Regions from separate parts of the Danio rerio genome. Here region 1 is linked to region 2. Evidence: chromatin contacts called from public HiCAR-type data. All regions are on one chromosome and are shown on one strand. The core of a region is the stretch at or near the end of the contact, and the rest is flanking DNA. Distances in the headings are between cores, read along the strand shown. Region 1 holds the start of sh2d1aa (SH2 domain containing 1A duplicate a). Region 2 holds the start of si:dkey-13n15.11.

Region 1 (6,075 bases), core at 3,008-5,507, 64 kb after region 2:
TGTATAATTATCTTGTTTAATCCCTTCCCTTTTCACATCACCATACTACAGAATTTTGCTCGCTCAAACTAAAATAAATAAATAAATAATAAAAATTTTTAAAATCTTACATTACTAATAGTTTCCTTCGTTGACTTTACACACCTGAAACTTGCCTACAGCACTTATTCATTGTTGCTCTTATAGTTGTGTAAATTGCTTCCTTGTCCTCATTTGTAAGTTGTTTTGGATAAAAGCGTCTGTTAAATGACTAAATGTAAATGTTACCGCAGCATTAGTCTCTTTATTAAATTTCCTGATGCTAAAATAGGATCTAAATCCCTCCTATTTTCAGGCCGACCGCAACGTGACGTTGGAGTGCGGTTTCCCTGCCCACCGAATTGATTAACAGCTGCAAATTAACATGTCTCCATAGTAACATGTATAATCATATCAACAAGATAGGATGTGCACCAAGCAACCGGGATAAAAAGATCTGTTTAGCTCTATGTGATCATCAATCATCATCAAATGTAATCAAGAACGAGTTTTACAACTTTAAAAGTTTTTAAAACAGTGCATGTTTGTTATGACTTATCATAAATCTTGAAAAAATGGTAAAATAAGTGCTTTTAATATTCTGTGGGAGGTGTAGGACCAAGGAAAGTCCATCAAATACAGATGTTCGGTCCGAACATTATGATTGGCTGTCTGCCTGTCAGAACATATTGCATACCTCTGCGCTCTGCTCATGCAGAAAGAACTATATCATTGGTACATTCACGTATGCGGGTCAGACAGGGGATGGCAGGCTAACATCAACAACACCTTTTCATTTCTTTTCCTTTTTTAAAGTTTGTTATTTTAATTACTAACTGTTCTATAAAGATTTCTTGCTGGTGAAAGCTACATGATGTGTTGTATGATGTTTTCTAGTGTGCAGTTTTCATGTGTTCAGGAAGTGTGGATTTGATTGGCGATTTGCAGGGTCAGAAGTTGTCTTTAAGTGCTATCAGGCTATCATTAGCATTTTCCCCAGATCTCTTATTGCACCTTTAAATGAAAAATCTGAACAAAACCAAAGAAATTAAAGGATTTTTTTCTGTGTTTATTGATTAACTATTATTTTCTTCACCTTACAGACTGACAAAATATTGACTCTGGAGGAATCGCTCAAAATGGATGAATCTGTTTTAATGGGAGGTGAGTTTCATTTGAAGTTTCATCAAGTGCATAACTAATAAAGTCTCTTATTTATTTATTTATTCATTTATTTATTTATTTTTAGAGATGAGAGTGAACAATGAGCAAGAGCTTTACCAAATGTTGATCAGGGCTTACAGCGAAAGAGACCAACAACTGGAAAGAACTGAACAGGAGTTGAGAGAGACCAGAATGGATTTGGACAGAGTCTTAAAACTCAACCCTCGTGCTCAGTTTTTAGACAGAGACAGACAAAATCCTTTTTAAAAGCCAGGAAATATGCTGTCTGATTCATGACATTTCTTAGAACATATTTCAATCAATCAGTTTTTTTGGTAACACTTTACAATAAGGTTCATTAGTTAATTCATTTACTAACATGAACTAATCATGAACAACACATGTACAGCATTTATTAATCATAACTGAACATTTACTAATGCATTATTAACATTCAAGTCCATGCTTGTTAACATTAGTTAATGCACCATGAGTTAACATGAACTAACAATGAACTACTGTATTTTCATTAACTAACGTTAACTAACATGAACAAATACAGTAGTAAATGTATTTTTCATTGTTTGTTCATGTTAGTAAATGCATTAATTAACATTAACTAATAAACCTTCTTGTAAAGTGTGACCGTTTTTTTTTTCTTTAGAGTTGAAATTACAATATTACTATATGTTTAACTAACCACAAACTATATAAATTACTGTGATAAATATTCATTCATTTATAAGTATTCATTAATGAACTATGCCTTATGGTTCACTGTATATATAGTATAGAGCAGGGGTGCCCAAACTCAGTTCTAGAGGGCCGGTGTCCTGCAAAGTTTAGTTCCAACTCCAGTCGGACACACCTAGGCTAACTAATCAAGCTTTTAAGCTGCGGTCACACTGGAATTTCTCCATATTGACTTCCATTTACAGTATATGCACAAGACTGCGTCAGACTGGAAACGCAAGGTTCTGCGGCAAGTTTCGCAGTTCGCTGCGTTGGAAAGTTCAAGCTTGGTGAACTCTGACCTTTGAAATCGCATCACATGATTGCGTGAGAACAATCGAAGATCAAAACATGACCTCTCTGGACACAAATTTAAAATATAGTTTAATCACCTGCTTTTTCAATGTCTAATCATCTTGTTCAATCCCGCCCCTTTTCCCAGTGCCGTACTACAGATATTTGTGACCACAGCTTTAGTAGGCTTTCTAGAAACATCTGTGCAGGTGTGTTGAGGCAGGTTTGGAGCTAAAATAAGCAGGGCACTCTCGGTATAGATCATAGGTCTCGAACTCGATTTCTGGAAGGTCGCAGCTCTGCCTCCTACTAATCAAGGTGTTTAAGACTACTAAAGACTATTAAGCAGGAGTGAGTTGAAGGTGGTTGGAGCTAAACTATGTAGAGCCCTCCAGGAACTGAGTTTGAGACCACTGGTATAGAGTTCTTGTTGCTTATTGAATATTCGATTTGTTTTTGTAATTGTGCTTGTCTTTCATCAGATGTGAGGATTTATTATGTGAAAATGCCATATATATATTATAGATTTTGTAAAGTTGAAACGCTGGAAATTATTATGTTTTAAGCTAAAGCCTGTATCATTTTGAATTAATATATTTTCTATGAAGATTGTTTATTAAAGCAAAATTTATGTACCCGTTTTCTGAATACAAGTGTGCTTAAATGTTTTAAACTGTAATTTTTTTGTTTGTACTAACCCAAATTTTAAATATTTCACAAAAATATTTTACACATAAATCAAGGGAGTTGAATTTATTAAAAAAAAAAACTTTTTCAAAGGTTTACATGTATTCTTAATAAACTATTAAATTATGTGTGTTTTTAATGACAGATCCAGGGAGTGAAAACTTTTGAACAAAATGAAGATGTAAATTGAGTTTAATTTGCGTTAATATCTTATTATTGTTATTATATTTTTTACTTTTTGTAAACAGTTCGCCAAAACCCTGTTTAAATAAACGACATATGCAAATACTTTAGCAAAAACAATGCCTATTCTTCACTAAATCTTATAAATGTTCCTTTCCGGTGTATTTTGTAACCATATAGGCCTTGAATTGCCCCAAGCATGTAAGTGACCCAATGGATTGACAGTGTTTGCTAATTCTACTTATCAACAAAAAAGTTTTAAAGACTAATTTAATGAATTCGACCATTTACTAGTTGTGATTCGGTCTTTACAGAACGACAGTGCCCCCGCGTGGAGACAGTGATATAGTAGAGCCTTTCATACTTTTTTTGAAAAAAATAAAAAAATAAAAAACATAAGAAAAATAAACCTAGTACTACCAACTTCTAATGACCCTCAACGAGCTTATGTGTTAAAATGAGTTAAAAAGTTTGTCTACATATTTTACGTATTAAACTGACCCAGTCAGTGTAAATATTATTGTAATAATATAATAATAATAGTTAATTAAATTGTTATACTATTCATGAAAAAAAAATCCAGTTAAAACTTATATTTTACTCTATAAATCAGGGGTCACCAATCTCGGTCCTGAAGGGCCGGTTTCCCTGCAGGGTTTAGCTCTAATTTGTCTCATCACACCCTTGGTGTTTCAAGTATACATAGTAAGACCTTGATTAGCTAGTTCATGTGTGTTTGATTAGGAGAGAGGGAGAGAGAGAGAGAGAGAGAGAGAGAGAGAGAGAGAGAGAGAGAGAGAGAGAGAATAATAATAGAACGGCAGCGCCCTCTTATGGACAGCAGTAGTGCAGCATTTTTGCAACGTGCTCTCAAGAGGCGCTACTGAGAATAAACAGGATTAAGTCGGTGGCAGTGTTTTCTTGCAATACTAAACAATACAGCAAAACTAATATTGCAATCGACATTTTAAGTAAGAAAAGTGCCCAGCTGATTCATGTGCAAAACATACGAAGTAGTTGGTGAATAGAATCGTATCTTGTTTAAAAAATGAGGATGTGTCACATGTGTAGAGAATACTGATCTTGAATCAGCAAGCCTATATGCAGACTTCCTTTACACTGAAGCTTGCACTGATCTTGTATGTGTGTGTGAGTAATTTTGAGAGACTGTGCGATACAATGGAGGATTTGGCAGAATATCATGGGTCAATCAGTAAGAAGCAGGCAGAAGACATCCTGTGCTCCACGGGCAGAGATGGCAGCTATCTGATCAGAGACAGTCTGAGCTCCGCCGGCGCTTACTGCGTGTGTGTGCTGTGAGTAAAACATCTGCTGTGTACAAAGATCTGATAAGCGTCTTTAAAAGAGCTGTTTTACGAACAGTCTAAATAATAGAAAAGAAAGATCCAGTTATATTATTGGCGTCTATTTGACTGGAGACACAGGTATAGCACTTGAGAAAATTATCCAGGTCTTCTTGATGTAAACAACACTGATCTAACAGACGTCTCCGTGATGTGTGCTCAGATTATGTGCAGATAGCGTGTAAACAGTGTTTTTCGTTTGTTTACAACTTGTGAATTACATAATGGGACCTGATCTCTGCTCTGTCGACTTTTGATGTTGATAATTCAACTCTACAGTTTAACAAACTGATTTTTATTGACATTTAAGCAGTTTGACATAATGTATAAGAAAGAATATATAGAAAAATCAGTAGCCTAAATGTAAAATAGGCGAACAGAAGTGGCGGTGACCTGACATTTTATCCTACCCATCAGATGCTACCAACATTGTATTTGAATCGTTCTGAGGTTGAGGTTAGGGATTATGTAGGTTAGGGTGATATACAGCTTCATATCACACTGCTCTACATTAAAATTTACACTGGTAGCAAAATCTGACGAGTAGCATAGTGCATCATCAAAATGTGCTACCTACTTTTTGAATGGGAGGTAGGACAAGCTGACAAGGTTGGAAAAATGGCATGTTCGGTGGTTTAAACCTGGAATGGGTCAGTTGGCATGTCTGTTTAAAGTTTGCATGTTTGCATGTGGGCTTCCTCTGGGCTCAAAGATATGCAGCATAGGTGAACTGGGTAGGCTAAATTGTCCGCAGTACATGTGTGTGTGAATGAGAGTGTATGGGTGTTTCCCATTGATTGGGTTGCCGCTGGAAGGGTATCCACATATGCTGGATAAGTTGGCGGTTCATTCCACTGTGGCAACCCCTGATTAATAAAGGGACTGAGCCAAAAGGAAAAAGAATAAATAAATGAATGAATGAAAACAACAGATAATGTACTGGCATTTTGGGAGGCTGGGTGGACAGGAGACATGAAATTTAGGGAAATTTTATTAAAGAAATTGAGCTCAAATTATTCCTTAGGTGATGCTGAAAACAAAAATATCCCATATGCCATAATTGCCAAAACCTTGTCCGCCATTTTGAATTTGAAAGTACTTGTTGGGGCATGTAGGGAGGATTCTTCTGTTTTTGGAAGGGTATGAAAACTAACCAACTGTAAAGTTGCTTAGGAAAGCAGTTGCTAAAGGAATTAATCAATGTGCATATTGTTTTCTCCTGTCCATTCAATGTAAATTATGGACAGAACTATTTACTGAATTGGGGATTGTGTCCTACTATAAAGCATTTAAACAGTCTGTGTTGCCAGATGAGGGGGATTAAAACATCAGCACTATGTAACACAAACAGGGCAAAAGTAACAGGAGGGAGAGATAGAATTCAACTGCCATTAATTGGACATTTTCTATGACCAAAAACAATAACCAGATAAATATTGGACATGCATTTGAAAGATTCTGTTGTTGTCATCAATCTGGCAATCTGAATCTGAGTGTCAGCTATTTACAATCTGTGTAAATCTCCAGGTGTGATGGATGGGTTTACACCTACAGAATTTTCAATAAGGGCGGCCTCTGGACAATAGAGGTATGTTTTACATTTCTTTAAGTAAATCCCAAATAAGTTTGCAAG
Region 2 (5,509 bases), core at 937-3,436:
TCTATGACCTGTTGTACTGCATCTGAGGATTTTCCAATTGTACAAGATTTACCAAATCAGTGGTGGAAACACTAAGAAACTTTAAATATATAGTTTTATGCACAGCAGCAACTTCTTTTGAATATATTTTATACCCATATGGAAAAGCAACACTTCAGTTCTGACATAACACTTATTTAATGAACAGATGCAAACTAAAACAGACAGGTGCATAAATTTGGGCACCCCAACTGAATAATGATATCAAAATTTTGCAGAGCCATCTTTTGCTGAAATAACAGCCTGTAGATGCTTCTTGTAGCCAAGGATAAGTCCCTGAATTTTAGCTGAAGGCATTTTGAACCATTCTTTCTTGCAAAATATTTCCAATTCAGTCAGATTCACGTGGCATGAAGAGCCCTTTTCAAATCAGTGCATAGGTTTTTGATAATGTTCAAGTCTGGGGACTGGGATGGTCATTCTAGAATATTGTATTATGTCCGAGCATAAATTACTTGGTAGATCTGGAGTTGTGCTTTGGGTCATTGTCCTGCTGAAGCATCAAACCCTGAAGTACCTTCAGCCTCTTGACAGATTCCAGATTTTTTTTTTCTCAAGAGTCAAATACTGGTAAAAAAAAGTTTTTTTTTTCTGCATCACCCTTCCATTGAGCTGTTCTTTGTGAAGAGTGCGCTATACTGTGGAATCATGTACAATGACATTATCAGAAGCGAGATGTCTGGAGCTCTTTGGAGGTGTTTTGTGACCATTCTAACCATTCTTCGTCTTTGCCTTTAAAATATCTTTCTTGGTCTAACACATATTTCCTTCATAAGAACTGTTCCTGTGGCCTAAATTTCTCTATATATTTTTGACGGTAAAGATAGAACCTTTGAACCTTTGTGAGAGTTTGTATCCTTGTCCTAATTCAAGTTGCTGATTTTTCCTAGTTATTAGGTCATTAGAAAGTTATTGTGAGATTTCCATATTGCTACTTTCTGGTTCTCAATAAGGAGAAGCAGAACTAGTAATAATCAGCTATCTAAAATATCCTTTTTCATGATTGGTTGCGGGCGGCGTGGTGGCACAGTGGATAGCGCTGTCACCTCACAGCAAGAAGGTTGCTGGTTCGAGCCTCGGCTGGATATGCTGAATAAGTTGGCAGTTCATCCCACTGTGGCGACCTGACCCCTGAATAATAAAGGGACTAAGCCGAAGGAAAATCCTTGAATGAATGAATGAATGAATGAATGAATGCACATGTGTTAGGATTGTTAAGATTCATGTGTTGTCAGGCCATTTGAGATGCATGTGTTTGTATATTATATGGATAAAAAGAAATACATGGATGTTCTGGTCAAGGTCAAGGTCAAGGTAAAATTTGCTGGTTAGGAAATTAAAATTCGCTAGTTCTGTTCGTATCTTTTTATGAACCTTTAGAGTCTTCAGAGTCTTGGTTAAACCGACTTAAATTGAAGAGACATCTCCCAGATTAAAGAAATTTATTTTTAATTCTTTTGTTAAACATATTTTTAATAGACATATTAAATTGTGTGGCAAGGCGGTGGCACTGTAGGTAGTGCTGTCGCCTCACAGCAAGAAGGTCGCTGGTTAAAGCCTCGGCTGGGTCAGTTGGCATGTCTGTGTGGAGTTTGCATGTTCTCCCCGCATTTGCGTGGGTTTCCTCCGGGTGCTCCGGTTTCCCCCACAGTCCAAAGACATGTGGTACAGGTGAATTGGGTAGGCTAAATTGTCCGTAGTGTGTGAAATTGAGTATATGGATGTTTCCCAGAGATGGGTTGCAGCTGGAAGGGCATTCGCTGCATAAAACATATGCTGGATAAGTTGGCGGTTCATTCCGCTGTGATGACCCCAGATTAATAGGGACTAAGCTGAAAAGAAAATTAATGAATAATATTGTTTTTATACATGTTTTTATAGTAAATTATTAATAAATTAATATTGTCATGAATTTGACTAATAATTATTAGTCAGAGTTAAAATGCTGGCACTGCATCATTTAGCTCATCTCTCAAACACTATGATACTGTAGGCCTGATGAAGACTAAAAATAATACTCATATATTTGTTCACAGAATGTGCATTGCTTTTTACGTAACGTTAATCTACATGCTATTACGTGTTGTTGCCTTTAGAGGGCTCTATAATGTAAGCCACTTTTAACCGACTAGTAAACCGGACGTGTCCAGTTAACTGTACTATAGAAACAAACATGAGCAGGTTTTTCATCTTTAACACTTATGAACTTTTAAAGAGGACGGTATATGCTAACACTTAACAAACACAATCGAATTAAGGAAAAGTTAAAGGTAATTATGAACTTAACTAGTTTAACCAGCAAGTCGTATACATTCTTATTAACGTTACATTAAAATGTGGTGTCATTTAATACTGTTGAGAGTACTTTAGACCAAAACAAAACACATCCATGTCCAGACTTATATACACAGGATTCCTTCAGTTGTACGTTTCCCCGTTTGACGTTAGTGCTGCATAACGTTAATCATTAACCGCTATGAGGAAAATATACAGTCATGACTTTTAGTTTGAAATATAAGCTCTGCAAAGAAGTCTCGTGGTGATTTTTTTATAGTAACTTATTTGTCTCGTGGTGTTCAACTGTGCTGTGTATCGCCTAACGTTAAATCTTTTCGCGTAACTTAGTTGTGCTTATAATGGAGGAAGAAAAATCATTTTCGTCAAAGTCCAGTGTCTTTTTGGGGAGAGAGAAGGAGTGCGGTACTGCGTGTAAAATGAGTTTTACTGATGAGAAAGAGGAAGAGAGTGGGATCCATAATTTGCTCGAGAAAGCATCATCTCCAGTGCCTAGTTATGTGTCTTTAAAGAGTGACAGATCAATGGCTGAACCACCTAAATTCAGTGACGAAGCGAAACATTTTCCACTCAGGTGAGTCCAGCTGAATACACCTCTGTAAAAGTGATCATGTGTCAGAAAAATCCTTTCATAATAAACATTTAAAAAACGATTGTTGAATAACTGTAATTTTCGTGATTATATGATTTTTTTGGATTATTTTGTTTAGAGTATAGTCACTTTAAATATTTATGCACTATTTAATAAATTGTATTATTAATATAACAGTTAGCAATTTCTGCATTGCAGTCATTCAGAGAAAGAGGAGCAGAAATGTGCTGTTCACTACCAGTTCCAGGGTGCAGCATCATCTCTACCAAGCAATGTGTCTTTAAAGAGTGACAGATCAATGGCTGAACCTCCTAAATTTAGTCATGTAGCTCAACATTTGCAGTCCAGGTGAGTTCATACTAAATATGGGCCGGTATAAAATTCTGACAGTATGATAACCTTGGATAAAAATATCAGTTTCACGGTATCATAGTATTGTGATTACAGCTCTAAAATATATTGTTTTCAAGTGTCTTGGTTAGAACAATATAGAAAATTAAAAAATATATATTTTTATAATATTTTAAAACAGTAAACATGTCCGGCTAAACAATTAAAAATTAATCATTGACTTCTGCTGTCTTCATTAGTTTTAAAAACACATTTCTTTACTATTTAAAACAGCATCTTTAGATATTTCTTTCTGCTGGAGATACTGTTGTCTTAAAAAACAAAACTAAACAAAAATGTAAATAAAAAAATCTTACACATATCTTAGGAACAGTCAGGGACGGACTGGGACAAAAATTCAGCCCTGGCACCATAGCCACACCAGCCCACATTACCATACGTACTGTTTGTTTGACATTCTTGCCAGATTTTGATTATGTCCGCGTAACCTTTGATTGAGTCGGCCCCTTTCGAAACTATCACCGATTGGGCCAAATGCTTAACATTTACTATTAATTTTACTATTATTTACTATTATTACTATTATTACCATCATCAACGTCATCATAATATTCACATGTTGCACGAGATAAAAGCTGCCTGCATATAAAAACAATACATATAAAAAATAATAATAAAATAAAAATAAAAAACTGACCGGCCCACATTTAAAAAAATGGTCCGGCCCTTCTGGCATTTGCCAGAATTGCCAGATGGCCAGTCCGCCCCTGGGAACAGTATTGCAGAAAATGTTGGCGGTTTCAAAACCTTGACTCTTCCAAACCGCGGTATACCTTGAACACGGTTATCGTCCCATGCCTAGTTCATACATACATATACATTTTTGATTCTCTATGGTTTTCAGTAATTAATTAAAATTGATAAAGAATAGATACATTAGGTGGTCTTCTTTGTAATTGCTTTACTAACTTTAAAGCTGTTCTGTAATATAGCTGTTCAGTTGAAAATCTCATGCATTGTTGACATGCTAAGCTCAAAAACTACTGTTAAAAGCATTCTGTAATGTGTATATATTAACCTGTAGTCTTAAGTCGTAGTTATGTATCTTTTTTTATATGTATTTTCAGTCTTTCAGAAAAAGTAGAAGTCTGTGCTGTTCACCATCGGAGACTGTCATCTACAATATCAAGCTATGTGTCTTTAAAGAGTGACAGGTCTATGGCTGAACCTCCTCGATTCAGTGATGCATCAGAACAATTTAAATATGGGTAAGTTTACACCTTTAAAGGGTCACGAAACACCAAAACACATTTTTTGAGCTGTTGACAGTCGTATATGTGTCCCACACTGCTAAAAACGCTATTAGGACACATATTTCACTAAAAAGTGTAAATTGGTTGTTTTTGCGTTATTTCAAGCAAATTCGTACTTCCGGTTTGAAACGAATTTTTGAAGCTGCGTCACGGTCATTACATAATAGCGTTGTATTCCAGCGTGCAGACTGGGTGTCTGTGCCAGAGTGTGTCTTATTACGTCTTACAGTGTGATGCATTAATGCATGAGTAAGGCTTGGTTCAAACAAATCAGCGTGCTCTATTGTGCAACTTCATTAATATTCATTACTATCACCGTGTTTACAGGACAGAGACGCCACGTTGTGTTGGCAAAACAAGCATGAAGTGTTGCTTTTATAGTTTGCTGCAGTTAAGTTTCGTTTTCATTTTCTCTCTGTGAGAGCTCAGACTCACGTGTGGATTAACAGTGTACGCGACGCTCGACAACAATAACTTGCGTGTCTAAGGAGGAACATTGTTTACCTGAGAGCTGTTCTCATCTGCAAACGCTGAGATCCGGATTCGCTTTTAGTATTCTCTTCATAAAGACGCGGCTCAAGTTGCTGGTGATTGTCCTGTCTCTACAGATTTGGTAAGTGAGTGACCAGTGCTCTTTGTTTAACTATTGCACCGGGTGTAAACACGTTAGCACCACAACCAAACTTTAACCTCGTGTAGGGTTTTTACCGCATTTAGTGACCAGAATAACACACGCGGCTTTCTGACACTACCTGCCGTGTGCATCTAAGTTTCTAGGAAATGCGGAGGTTTTTTTTCTCTCATTCGCCGTGCGGTATCAAACATTGCATGAAAAATACACGCTTAGAGCAGCTCCTCGAATCAAATATCTCGTTTGTCGCGAGGGGCATGAATGAATTCCCTGAATGAAAGAGCCAAA

What was found. HiCAR-type assays count read pairs that join an accessible place to other places.
Region 1: a contact with region 2 is called in a HiCAR-type map of caudal fin, with 4 times the contacts expected there. The contact joins the promoter of sh2d1aa here to the promoter of si:dkey-13n15.11 in region 2. A contact is called at or near these places in 2 of 18 Hi-C or Micro-C datasets (caudal fin and an unstated tissue) and 1 of 4 datasets of contacts at active chromatin or transcription factors (caudal fin).

The regions. Positions count from the first base shown.
Region 1 is chr5:22,015,067-22,021,141 of GRCz12tu, forward strand. sh2d1aa (SH2 domain containing 1A duplicate a) reads left to right here and starts at 4,258. Exons shown (of 3, transcript NM_001114691.1): 1 at 4,258-4,394; 2 at 5,970-6,030. The coding sequence starts at 4,258. It overlaps LOC100536577 (butyrophilin-like protein 2), which reads left to right. Exons shown (of 16, transcript XM_073952114.1): 15 at 1,122-1,182; 16 at 1,268-2,848. The coding sequence ends at 1,449.
Region 2 is chr5:21,953,291-21,958,799 of GRCz12tu, forward strand. It overlaps si:dkey-13n15.11, which reads left to right and starts at 2,187. Exons shown (of 13, transcript XR_012406809.1): 1 at 2,187-2,309; 2 at 2,665-2,908; 3 at 3,125-3,274; 4 at 4,405-4,545.